Linked DNA regions of Arachis hypogaea: region 2 is linked to region 1. Evidence: chromatin contacts called from public Hi-C data. All regions are on one chromosome and are shown on one strand. The core of a region is the stretch at or near the end of the contact, and the rest is flanking DNA. Distances in the headings are between cores, read along the strand shown.

Region 1 (7,020 bases), core at 2,349-4,848:
AGCGAGTCGTCCACGAGCAATACCAGACATGTTTTCTTCTTCTTCTGAGTCACGAACTCGTTCGCACAGAGTTAGCTCAGTGGCGCTTTGGTTTGCTTTATAAACGCGCTTTCTGCTTTTCTTCTTTTCCCCAGACCCCTCTTAGTTTTTTGGGCGAGAGAGTGATATGGCTTGTAGGATTTGTGGGAAGTGACAAGTGAGCAAAAACAAATGCCTTTCAAGTTGTTGATTGTATTTGTATGCAATACTTCGGAACGAAACGTACGGTCATGATTCAATCGTGAGGCAACTTGAAAAAACGTTGCCGTTTCGGGCTTTTCTGTCTCCTTTTATTTTTTCAAAAAAAATAAAAAATGGAAAAATGAAAAGCTTCAAAGTCAATGGTTATTTATTCCAACCTTGCGTCAGAATCACGCCGACGTAGTCTTAACGCCTTCACGTGACCAAAATACCATTTTGAAAGAAAAAATAAAATAAAGTTTAACTCATTTTTTTATTTTTAAAATTAGAAATTTTGATTTTTTTCTTTTTTGAATTTTTTTGAGAAATTAACATATATTTTGAAATTTTTAAGTACTAAAAAAAATAATTAAGAGAATGAATTGAAACTAGAATTCTTTTTTTTTTGCCTTTTAACTATCTTTTGAACTTAAAAATAATAATAAATTAATTTTTGCTATGATAAGCTGTACGATGAATATCTATTTAACATGAACGGTTCATATTTTTTAAAATTAATATAGTAATAAATAAAGTAATGATGATAATTATGAATATGGGTACATGGTATGTTGTTTACCAATGTGGACCTGCGTTGCTTGCATAGTCACCTGCAAAACGTAGGTAACGTTTGCTAGAGACAAAAACAAAAAATTTGTAACTTACTGCAAAACATAGGTTGCGATTGGCAAAGAAGGGCAATTACGTCCCGAAACATGTCCCTTGGCCCATGTGTAAAAACCTGGTTTTCGATAAATAGACTTTTTTAGTTATTTTAAAATTTATTTCGCAAAATCTTGAATCACGGCACATAAAAAATAGTGAGGCCGACTCAATGGTTAAAAAAAACAAAAATTAAAAAAAAATTAAAAGTTAAACAGAAAAAGTCATTAATATGGTCAAAATTGATTTTATGAGGGTAATTAATCCCCTTAAGTCAAGTTTGACTAGTAAGTAATAAATAGGGTTAAGTATGATTTTGGTCCCTAATGTTGGGGCCAAAAATCGATTTCATCCCTAGCCTTTTTTTCGCAACAAAATGATCCCAAAGGTTCGAGTTTGTTTTAAAATCGTCCCTCGGACGATTTTACCCCTGTGATTGTTAGCTTCCGTTACGACCGTTTTAACAGATATTAATAATGTTAATTAATATAAAAAATAATAAAAGCAGTAAAGAAAAATAATAAAAGTGAATGAAAGTGAAGTGCAGGGGCGGGCGAATGGCGGCGGCTTCTGCTGAAGGTCGACGAAGAGTAGCAGCACTAGGGTTCAGGAGACATCGTCCATGGCTTCCCAGAGCTCCAAAGCCTCACATTTTCGTTCTGCTGCAAGGGAGTTGCTCTGCGGCCATGGTGAGAGACTGATTTTGTGAACTTCATCCACGAAGGATAACCCGGGACGAAGATTTTGGGGTTGCGTATACTATGAGATAAGGTGTTCTTCCTATTTTGCCATAGTGGGTCTGAGAATTTGGGGTTTGTTGACATGTCTTTGTGGCTTCTATCAGGTTCAGGATGGCTGTGATTTCTTCAGATTGGCAAATCCGGAATTTGGAGGTGCTCAGAAAGAGGTTGAAATTGCAAGAAAAAGACAAGATTGAAGGAGGTGGAGACGAAACTTTGGGTTGTTTCTGCTCTATGTATTGCTGGCTGGGTGGGAATTTTATTCTTATTGGTGCAGAATTAATATAACTTAAAGCACTTGAATGGAATGCACCTAGGTTATAGATAATTTGCTAGGGAATGTTATGAGATTTGTTGTGTTGTAGGGTTAGAGTTTGAGGATATTTTGTGATATTACAATGGTTTAGGTGTGTAGCATGTGTAAAGATGTTTGAATTAATGAAGAAAAGTGCTGTGTAATGTTGCCCAAAATGTCACCTTGTTTAATGGCGAAGTTGTGTTATTTTATAATGTAAAGGTAGTTCATGAGTAAAGCACAAAAGCATTGAATACAAGACCTAAAAATTTAGTAATTAACTAATGGCATATTTCATTTGATGAGTAGTTAAAACAAACACAAGGTAACTATTTGCATCCACAGGCCTAATATCAAAATATAGAGAAGCAACAGTCAACAAAAGTGTCCTGAGGCACTTAACACCAAAATATAGTAATGAAACTAATTTAACTAAGATAATGTTCTGAAACTAAATAGCCAATACCAAAATACAAACATTGCTTGCACAGTAGTAAGACATGATTAACAAAAGACTTGACATGCAAATTCTAAAGATTCCCCCACTAAGATGGAGGTAATTTGGCCATCAACCTCAGCTTCTGCAGGGGTACATGAGGTGCACTGCTTTGAATGATAGAAAAATGTCTCTTCCTCACAGATGGCTGCCTAAGGGGCTATTTGTTGCTGGTGGAGGTTGCAGCTAATGCAGCCTTGTTCTTGGGATGGGCCAGGATGTTGGGCTGAGTGGAAGCTTTCTTGGGCTGAGGTGCTGGTGCGGTGGACTGGCCTGCACTTTTCTTGGGCCTTGGGGGGTTTTCCTAGGCTGAGATACTAGCAGGTTGGATTGTGATAGTGTAGGCTTCCCCTTTCTCCCTCCCCGAACTATTTGACCAGGTGCCAGCTTATGTGTATCCTTCTTTCTTCTTTTGGTTGAAGTTCGGGCCTACAAAGAAAATGAAAATCATAAAGACAGTTACACACATATCATATAGTAGTCAAATTAAATTTATAGCCATCATAATAGTAAGTAAACCCTAGAACAGGATGTCATAAACCCTCTTCTTAGGCTTGGTGCAGCCAATCTTCTTGTGTCCCACTCCACCACAGTTGGAGTACCTTTGGATTTGATCCCTCCGTGACAGATGAGTCTGGCTTCTGTTGTCTTCATCTCCAGGCCCTCACTTCCTCTTCTTCACAGGTCTGTGGCTGGGCCTCCTATATGGAGGTGGGATGACATCATCATACTGAGTCCTCTTCCATAGCTCTGAGCCGTTTACAGGATGTATGACCTCCCGGTAGCACCTCTGGTAGTCCTCCTTCTTGTAGCAATCGTCCACATAAGACTCCAAATCAAGGCCTTTGAAGGTGATGCAGCTAATGTCATGAGGACAAGGAATCCCACTCAGCTGCCATTTTCTACTAGAACAGTCACCAGCAGCCAGATCCACAATGTATTTATCTAGACCACACATAACCTCGTACTTACTTGCAGCTGACCAGTATGGCCTCCAGTCCCTAGCTAAGCTTGTCCGTTTCTCTAATTTCTTGCTAATCATTGGCATAATGTTTCCTGGATAATTTATAACCCTTTCCTTATTTACAGCCCATCTAGTCATCATATACACCCTAATATCCTCTAACATGGTTACAATAGGTTTCTCTCTTGCTTTTACTAGGACAGCATTGAAACTCTCACTCATATTGTTAACAAGATATCATATTTAGATAGAAAAGTAAACATGGACCTTGACCAAAACCTGGGTGGAATGCTATTTAGATGTCGAAATGCTTCCTCATTCAGACCTCATAGAGATTTCATCTCCTTCTCCCAGCTCTGCCAATGACTTGCTTTAGCACACCTCCACATCCTGTTCTTCAGCTTCAAAGCAAGAAACTTCTTTCTGAAATTGTTGTAGAGATGTCTGACACAGAATATATTGTCCACCCCTAAGATGACCTCTTCGAACGCCGGCAACAAGCCTTGTTAGCAGAAGGTAAGATTTCATATGATTAATGCATTTATAAATGGTTAAATGGAAAACTGCATAGGCTGATATATGTAAAACTATCTTTTACTGATCAGACATAAACGTGCATTTTGCAACATTGTGTGACCCTAAATCATCGGACAAGTGACGCAAAAACCAGACCCAAGAATTCTTTGTCTCCACCTCCACAACCGCATATGCAATTGGAAGAGTTTGGTCATTTGGGTCTCTTCCAATTGCAGTCAACAATTGTCCTCCTTGGGAGGTTTTTAGGAAGCATCCATCCAACCCAATGAACCTTCTGCAGTGTTGGAAACTTTTCTTGCACGCATCAAAGCATACATACAGTCTTTGAAAAACACAATAGTTCATCAGTTCTGGATTCTATCTCTCTTGAGCAAAATCTAGTGATCGAATTACCTTTAGAATCATTGTTGAACCTAAGTTTGTTCTTAGGATAGGAGTTCATGGTAGTAGTCGTTTATCTACTTGTATTGCTCCCTAAAGGCTCCCTGAATCTGACTCAAAGCCTCCTTTTTGTCTTAGCTGCCATTGCCTTCGTAACGGTCAGGTTCCATTTTTTGTGTGCCCTTGCTACCAGCTCCTTCACCTTGATCCTTGGGTTGGATTCAACTTTCTTCTTAAACTGGCTACCCAACCACTTGCTGTGCATAATTTCAACCCAGTGTGTCTGTATGCAGGTATGTTGGAGATTCATGCTTCTTAGTTGCCAAGTGGACTCCTCACCAACCCTGTGTGCATATAACCAAAAGGGGCAGCCTTTCTGACAAACAGCCCGCACCCTCACCAAGTCACACTTCTTGAATTTAATGTTCCTAGCTATGTGGACTGCATAGCCCGCCACTGTGTCCTTAAACTCTTGCCAAGATTCATACAATGTGTCCACCTTCCATTGGTACTTTCCCATGTCCTTTTGAGACTTATGCACTGGAAACCTCTGCCCCTCACCCTCAGCAGCCTCCTCCCTATCATCAGCACCTGACTCTTGTCCTCCAATTATATGGTCTTACTCCAATTCATTACTGTCGACTGCATCCTCATCATCCAAATCACCTGTCACAACCTTTTTGGCTTTCTCCGCATTAGAGTCCTTCGGCATAGCATTATCTTCACTGAATCCATTTCATAGTCATAGACCTCCTCACTGTCAGTGAAGTGGATGTCTTTGACACTATTTTCCTCTTCATTAGATGGCAAGTATGTTGGGTCATCACTGTCTTCGCAACTACTATCATGGTTACTATCCCCCTTCGCAAGTATGTTGGCCTAATGCCATTCCACCGTCCTTATTCTGGCCTTCGGCTTCAGCCGCAACCCCAACTCCATCAGTCTTTTGCACGTTCCCTTCAAACACTACTAACTCCAGACCACCACCTAAAGGTTCCTCTCTCAAGCCGCCTCTAGTTTCTCCCCCACGTCCAGATAACCGACTTTCGGAAACCCATCGGCATCCCCAACCTCATGCACCACAAACAGATCAACAAAGCCTTTCTTCCCTACTATGGTACACATTTCAATTGCCTCTGTGTCACCTTTTAACAGCTTTAACTGACTCTCATAATCATCTGCAGTTGGGTCTTTGTACCATAACGCGGTGATGGTGGACTTCAAGTATCCAAGCTGCCTCAGCTCCTCGTATGCCTCAAACACACTCCACTTATCGTCGTCAATGTCTTCCACGACTGTAGCTTGACCTTTCAAGTACTTGAGCACACTGTTCTCATATCCGAATGCCCCACCATGGTGCACTTGCGTGTTAAAGAGCGCCATCTCCTTCCCAAACAACCCTATTAATCAACACACGGCATTAGTAAACCAACTAACAACAACTACTACTACTACTACAATCAGTGCAAACCCTAGCCTTCCACACAGCTTCACACGATCCACATTAAACCCTACACCCGTTACGTCCATCAACAAAGGAGAAATTGCATTCAAAAATGCTTACCTCGCCAAGGGCTTTCTGTAGGAATGAAGCCAAGTCAACAATGCAGGAAGTTTTTTGGCAATCTCGCTCGAGCTACCAACGCCGAACAGTCCTCACTCGCAGGAAGGCCTTCGAAGGGTTTCACACACAGGTTTCATTAAGCAATCCCTTTCTCAGACAATGGCTTACTTGGGGAAGGCGAAATGATTTTGCAAGAAGGAATAACAACCAGCAGGGGAATTTTTGTCTTAAAAAATTATTTTTGGGCGCAAAGGACGATTTTAAAACAAACTCAAACCTTTGGATTATTGTGTTGCGAAAAAAAGGCTAGGGACGAAATCGATTTTTGGCCCCAACGTTAGGGTCCAAAATCATACTTAACCCCTAATAAAATATTAACTTACTATTGGTTTATTTTTCTCATTAGAGACTTTTTAAGCTGGGAATTCACTTTTAATGACGGTTTTGCGTGCGTCGAAAAAAACTCTAGTAACCGAAAATCTCGGAATCAGTGGTCAAAATATTTTTTACCCAACTAAATGTGCCTCAAAATTTATATTACCCATCCATTTATGATTTACTCCTTTAAGAATAAATAGTAGCCATTAATTATTTTACCACATGATAAAATTTACTCTGAACCGAATTTCTGACTAGTATTCCGCGAACGACTCCTAGAGACCCCAAATCTTCTTACTTGCCACCCAAGTAACTTGTCTCTCTTTCTTAGCCTTTCACCCCTTCTCTACTGCGGTTTTAACCTCGAGTAACTAACTGCAGTTAATTGTGGATAAGCTCGACAAGTAAGTGCTGACCAAACTTCCTCGTTTTCACGCCCCTTATTCATTGAAGCCCATCCCTTGACCACGAAAATTACAGCCACTTTTACCATCATAAACTCAGCAAAACTTTATTTTTTATTCAAGGAAGCATTGGCCAAAAAATTCACAGAATACTTTACACATTTTTACACTCTTTTGACCAAATTCTTGAGAGAGAAAGAGATAAAATTCTTGCACTTGTTCTCTACACTCCAGCCCTATTTCAACTCTTCTTCCATTTCTGTACATGTTTTCTTCAAGTACTCAATCCATACAAACACAAACTTTTGCCCGTTTTCGCTAATTCTTACATTTATACTGAAATTTCGGCTAGTAAACCCTTGTTCTTCCTCTTTTCCAT
Region 2 (7,020 bases), core at 3,315-5,814, 150 kb after region 1:
TATCATGAACAAAACATGACGAGGATTTTTGCGCAATAGGAGGGCGAGAATGTCACGGTAAATTTTTTAAGGTTAGATTTAACGGTGTTTGTATGATTTTTTGGAGTGTTTGAGAATGTTCTAGATGGTTTCGAAATATTCTAGAATATCCTAGAAGGTCCCAAAATACCTTAGAAGGTTCTAAAAAACTTTGGAAGGTCAAAGAGTATTCTAAAAGAGTGTGGATGTATATAGAAGTATGAAGAGTATATGGAATAATTTATAAGTATTTAGATAAATGTGGTAGGATAGATATTTGTAGTGAAGATTATGGATGATCAATTTGAACCGTTGATTAGATTTAATCATAACTATCTATTGAGGAGGTGGATGACTATAAATAGGAGTGAGAGTTAGAGTTTGGAGATGTGAGTCATTTGTAACAAACACTTGAATAATAAAGTGTTTTTTCCACCAAAGTTTTATTTCTCTTGTGTTTTTTTTCGTATTTTTAGCTTTTTTTTGTTAAATATTGAGAATTAGACTGACTTGATTTTAGCTCAAAAGGTTGAGTAAGTTTAAATGTCGATATAGTAGGCCAATAGCATTGAAGTATGTTCAAAGCCGTGATATATTGGTGCATGCAAATATCTATGTATAATCTATTTTTAAGAATTTGTACATATCTTTTTATTACGATTCTTGTCCGATTTTGATTAGATCGATTAAGATTAAGTTTAGGCTTGTATATGTACCATTTGATTTCAATGACATCTTTATTTAAAAGATAATTATTTACTAGCTTATAAGTGTTATTCTTCTCAAATATAATTTTTTATTGTATTTTTTTCATTCGTTTTACTTTTTTACTTTCTCAAAATTTGTAGGTTCCATCTTGACAAAATTACATATTTTATATATATTTTATAAAGATGTTTTTTGTTTTTGAAAAAGAATTAGTGATTGTTACTATTCTCGAAATAATTATGCTTGCTTCTTCTTATTCTTGTTATTGTAGACTTGTAAGGTAGTTGCGATGCTAACACAACAAATCTACAACTTCAAAACACATCACTTTTTTTTAAACCAAAATAAAAAACACACAAGTTAATAACAAATTAAACATATAAAGTACAAGACCTAAATATAAAAATCTGGTTAAAACTTAAAAATTATATATCTTATACTCTTTCAAAACTCACACAAATTACTACAAATAAAACACAAAAATTTTGTAATTGATAAAAAATAATAAAGATTTCAAACTAATTAGTAGTAAATAACTAAATATGTATGAAATGATTGTAAAGAAATACAAAAAATAAAGAAATATAAGATTGTAAATTTAAAAAAATTAAGAAATGATTAATTATCTTTGTATGAGTATATATTTATATATATTTCCTGAACGGTTTAAAATAATCAAGCATTAGATAAATATTTTTAAAAAAGATTTTAAACATAGGATTTTAATGTGTTTTCTTTGTATGTATAATTTTTTCGAAAAACTTAAGTTGATAGGAAGAGTCAACATAAATAATTATATTTTTAATAAGTTCCTTCAAATAATTTTTTTGGATTTATTTGATTTTTTTACATAAATTTTTTTATTTATTTTATGTTATTTTTTTCTCTTTTAAAATTCACCAAACACGCTAAATTTTTTAAACATAGAGATAATATTATATTATGATACTTTTTTTTTTCAAAAGCTTAAACTAACATAAAAATATAAATAATTATATCTCTAATAAATATAATTTTAAAAAATAAAATATTTTTATTTCTAATATTTAATAATTTTATGTAAGCGATTTTTTTGCTAATTTATTTATAAAGCCAAAAGTTTAAGAAAATGAAAAAGAAGTTAGGTGAAATTTTACTTTATTTTTGCAAATTCTTTTTAAATTGTGATTTAAATTTATTAAAAAAATTCAAATTAAATATACACATTATTTATTAAATACAATAATTTAACAAAATATTCGTGTATGATAGTTTTTCTGGTATTTAAAATTTTTTTGAGAATTTATTGCGAAACTCTTAACAGGTATGCTACACATACAAACCTTTTTGTCTTATAAGTCTTATAAGTTGGCACAAGCCTAATAAAACACACTCACATTACACTCCCACATTTAAGAGTAAATATACGCACGTTACTCAACCACTTCCTATTTCCAAAGCGCGCTACTCACCATTATGAACGACTATTTTTCTTCTTCCTCGATGAAAACCACAACTGTCATTTTTCTTCGCGTTTCTCCTTCTCCTCCTCTTCTTCCTTATTCTTCTCCTCATTCTTTGTGTTTCTCCTCCATTTTCTTCACGTGTTTCATCTTCATCGTCGTGTTTCTCCTCCTTCTTCTTTTGATTTTGCAACATTATGTATTTTTTCTTCTTTGTTTGATTTTTTCCTCCCAAAAAATTATGAGAATATGAAATAAGAAGATGAAGAAGAAGAAGCAGCAGAAGATGAGGAGGAAGAGAAAGAGTTCTGAATTATGCATAACTCATCAGAATAAAAATACACCCAAATATCTTCGTATTACACCCAAATATATTCGTTTTACACCTAAATTTGCTGCAAATACAAAAATGAGTTATGTTACGTGTACACTAAAATCAGTCACCAAAGTCAGCAAGAGCTGCAAAATACACCCAAAATACATCATATTAAAACAAGCATAAACTATAGAATGCAAACACAACTATAAAACCATCATAAAAAATAACAAAAACCATATTCATGAATCATAACTAAACCGAAACTAAAATAATTCAATTAAAAGAATAAGACAATTCACCCTCCTTCAGATGAAAAGTCATAAACTATAAATACACCCAAACTTTTATAAAAATACACCTAAATATTCTTGAAGATTATAGGGGTGTGCATGGATCGGGTGAAACCGGGTTTGATGTGACCCAGACCCGGCCCAAAATATATACTGGGCCTATTTGTTAGACCCGAACCCGGCCCTAGACTCGATGAAACCTATACACTTTCGGGCCACGATTATACCGGGTAAAAACCAGGCCATTAACATTTTATTACCTTGATACCTTCTAATAAGCTAGCATGTGAAAATATCCAAATTTCTAAGACTCCAACCATTATTTGACATAGTAAAATTCACTTAGAAAAATGTAATAAGAACCAACTCTTCTCTAAAATTAAAGCATAACCATAATCAATACTAATATTAGCTAATAACACCAAATATTTAAATCAATACAAATAACATAATATTATGCATTAATCTTAAATCGCATTTTAAACATAAAACATTAACTTATAGTTTTAGAATAACTAATAGTACAAAATATTAAGGTTTACAATACTTAAATTCCACATAAGAATAGCCATCATCCATCACTAATAACACAAAATATTAATTGTGTATGACGACCGGGCCATCGGGCAGACTTCGGGTGACCCGAGCCATGGTCCGGACCCAACCCGAAATAATGACCGGATCTATTTTTGAGACCCTTACCCGGTCCTAGACCCGATGAAATCACACCAAATTAACCCCTAAAGTATTCAGGGCGGGGCCGGATCTTCAGGCGGGGCCGGGCCATGCACACCCCTACAAGATTATATTAATTTTAATCTGAACTAGTACATTAGATTCAATTCAAATAAGGAAGAATTAGCAGTAAATTTTACAAGCAAGGTTCATGCACTGGTTTATCTGACAATCTGAAGTTGAATTATCCATTATCTTTAAAAACGATTTCAGAGTTTGATGTTAAAAAACAATGGAAATCGAGAATAACAAAGAAAGAAAATAGAGAGAAAAAATCACGTAAATGAAGAAGGAGAAAACAAAAAAAAAACGACAAAGAAAAAGACAAAAAATTTGAAAAAAGAAACATAATTTTTTCAAAAATAAAAAATCTGTTATAAGTGCGTGAAATGTATATGCATAACAAATGTGTTTGAGTATAATATCAATTAAAGAACTTATAAGACTTATATAATAAAATCACTTGTACGTATAGATTAATCCAACTTCTAAACACCTAATAATTATTATGTTCTTAAAAAGTCCAACATAAGAGCCAATAGTCTGCATCCAGTCAATGCTGCCACATTTATCAATGCTAATTAATTATTTACTAGTTACTTACAACTACAAGTGAGATTTTTGTTTCTTTAGTGATTTTCCTTTTCCTACGTCTAGATTCAAACACATAAGCTTTGATTTTATTGACGCAACTTTTCTAATTGAATTTAGGTAATATATATGCGCCTTTAAGGCACGTAATAAATTTATCATTAATTAAAATATTATATTTTTTAATAAATATAAAATAAATATATTAAAAAATTATTTTTTATATTTTTAATATAATAAAAAAAATTTAATTTATAATTTTAACATATATTTTTAGAAGACATAAAATAAAAAATCTTTATTAACACATAATCATTACAAAATTTTATTAAATTAAAAATGACATCAATTATAGAATGATAATATCTGATTATTTTTAAATATTTTTTATAATTTTATAACAATAATTTAAAATTTATAATTTAAGTTTTAAAAAACGTTAGGATCCTTTTTTTTTTGACGTATTAGCATTCGCCATAATATTCACACCTACCAAAATATTGATGGAAATAGAGATTTTGTCCGTTGAATATTAACCGGAGAATAAAATGCCATAAAATAAATTCGGAGGGAAAAGGGCGTGGTGGGAGAGAGAAAAGAGCGACAGAGTGAAGATAGTAGTGCACTTGTGCTTCGGAACTTGCCACGGGAAGAAGAAAAAAAAAAAAAATAAAAGTATAAAATAAACAAGGAATAGAGAGAGAGAGAGAGAGCATCGGCATAGGCAATAGCGCATAGCTATTAGTTTTAGTCACTGCCATACAAGAAGCAAGAAGTAGTGAAGAAGAAAAAGTGTTAAACTGTTCAATGTAGTGTTAAACTGTTAATTGTGGTGGTTGTTGTGATTGCGGTTGCTTTTTGTTTTCTGCTCTGCTACTCTTCAAACCACCGCGCTTTTCGTTCTTTCCTTCTCTTTCAATTTCTTCACTCAACAACCACTACTCTTTCTCACGCTCTCTCTCTCCTGCTGTTAAAAATCTATTTCTCTCTCTCTCTCTCTCTCTCTCTCTCTCTTGCAGCTGTATCGTTATCTTAAGTTCTAATCTTCGTAATTGATCACACATTGGGACTCGTTTTTCTTCCCCTGGAACCTCGATTAACCTCTAATCTCTCTCCCTAATTTTCTTTTTCTTTTAATTTTCTTTTTCTGTTTCGATGGAGACATCGGAGAATTGTTCTGTGAAAGTTGCTCTTCACATTCGTCCGCTCATTGCTGATGAACGACAGCAAGGTTGCAGAGAATGCGTTTCAGTTACGCCTGCGAAGCCTCAGGTACCTCGAAACTCGTCTCTTCACCTTCGTCAACATGATGCTTCTTTTTCTTTAACTGTTTTTTTGTGTGATTATTATTAATGTGTTTTGTCGTTTAGTGGATGCACTTCATTAATTAATGGTGCGTTCGTGAATTTTGTTTTGGTGGTGTGGAGGTTGCTTAATTATTATCATTTAGAAAAGAATGTTCTTTTTTTTGGGTTTTGAAAATGTAATGTTATTTGTTTATTCCTTTCTTGATTGCTTACCATGTTGAATGTGTAATTTTGCGTAAATCATTTTGTAAAGTAAAAAAGAAATGATCAAAATAATTGTTTCAAAAATTATGCTGAAGTACTGTTTGTTCATGTCGTAAGTCATAACATACTTTCCTGTTGCTTTTTTTCTTTATTATTATTATTATTATTATTATTATTATTATTATTATTATTATTTATTTATTTATTTTTTCTATCCAAAAATTTTCAAATGCTAAACTACTCCCACTCAAGCGATAAATTTTTGTTGAATTAATTTTATTAAAAAATTATCCAAAATTTTCAAATTACTTCTACTCCTTTTATCAGCTACATCCTCAGAAACGAGATGGTGAGAGAAGAGGGGAAAGGTGAAAAATAATCGTATGTGTTCATTAATTATGAAAATTAGAATTCACACATGTAAGTCTTGGTGGTGTAGAGTGTGTGGAGGCGCAGAAGGGTTGGTGTCCTTTTGTGTTTGTGAATCGTTCGTATATGTGTGTGTTGATAGTGATGTTGATGCTATTTGTGGATAAAAATGATAGTTTAGCACCTTAGAAGTTAACACTGAAGTATTATCGAGATTTATTCAATATTACATAATTACTTGATCAATTCATTAATCAATTACTTAATGACTTAATACGTTGTTGGAATTTCACCATCGCAGGTAAACTCAACGCTAGAAATTTATAGGATAATCGCTTCTTTATTTGAAGACTAGACACCCTAATCACGTTTAGAAAATTACTCTATTATTAAGAGCAGGGAGTAAAACGATTATTGCTGTAAGTGAGAGGTCATCATCAGTCAAAATTAAAGTAAAAAAACATGTTCCCCCTAATATGGATTATTGCACATTAAGATGGACTCCGTACGGTACTATGACATGGATTTACTACCATATTAATTGAGTTGCAGTTTTATAGATGCATTTAATTACATTTTCATGTATGCTAGGATAAATAAAATGCCAATTGATTAAAATTTGCTTGTTTGAAGGTTGAAACTATGGAATCATTCTATTCTGATACTGTGTCACTTCACTGTAATATCTATCACTGACCTTGATAACCTTCACATTTTTAATGTGTATTTTTTTGGATGATCAGGTCCAAATTGGGTCACATTTCTTTACATTTGATCATGTTTACGGAAATGGTGGGTCTCCTTTGGCTGATATGTTCGAAGAATGCATTGCCCCGTTAGTTGATGGCTTATTCCAAGGATATAATGCTACTGTACTTGCGTATGGCCAGGTGAGATCGATCTTGCATGTTATACACTCGAAGTTGGAAAAGACCATTCTATTCGTTTGTATCTGATGCACATATACTCCACAGACAGGATCTGGGAAAACATATACAATGGGAACTGGCTATAGTGACAATTGTCAGACTCAGGCT

The links. Hi-C and Micro-C count contacts between places; a contact is called where the count stands out from the background.
Region 2: a contact with region 1 is called in a Hi-C map of leaf, with 4 times the contacts expected there. The contact joins the promoter of LOC112799303 here to the promoter of LOC140180372 in region 1. A contact is called at or near these places in 3 of 8 Hi-C or Micro-C datasets (all in leaf).

The regions. Positions count from the first base shown.
Region 1 is chr1:16,033,746-16,040,765 of arahy.Tifrunner.gnm2.J5K5, forward strand. It overlaps LOC140180372, which reads right to left and starts at 3,599. Exons shown (of 1, transcript XM_072221120.1): 1 at 3,078-3,599. The coding sequence starts at 3,599. The coding sequence ends at 3,078. LOC112799282 (SUMO-conjugating enzyme SCE1) reads right to left here and starts at 221. Exons shown (of 5, transcript XM_025841681.3): 1 at 1-221. The coding sequence starts at 30.
Region 2 is chr1:16,182,657-16,189,676 of arahy.Tifrunner.gnm2.J5K5, forward strand. LOC112799303 (kinesin-like protein KIN-4A) reads left to right here and starts at 4,565. Exons shown (of 26, transcript XR_011861773.1): 1 at 4,565-5,375; 2 at 6,727-6,873; 3 at 6,958-7,020.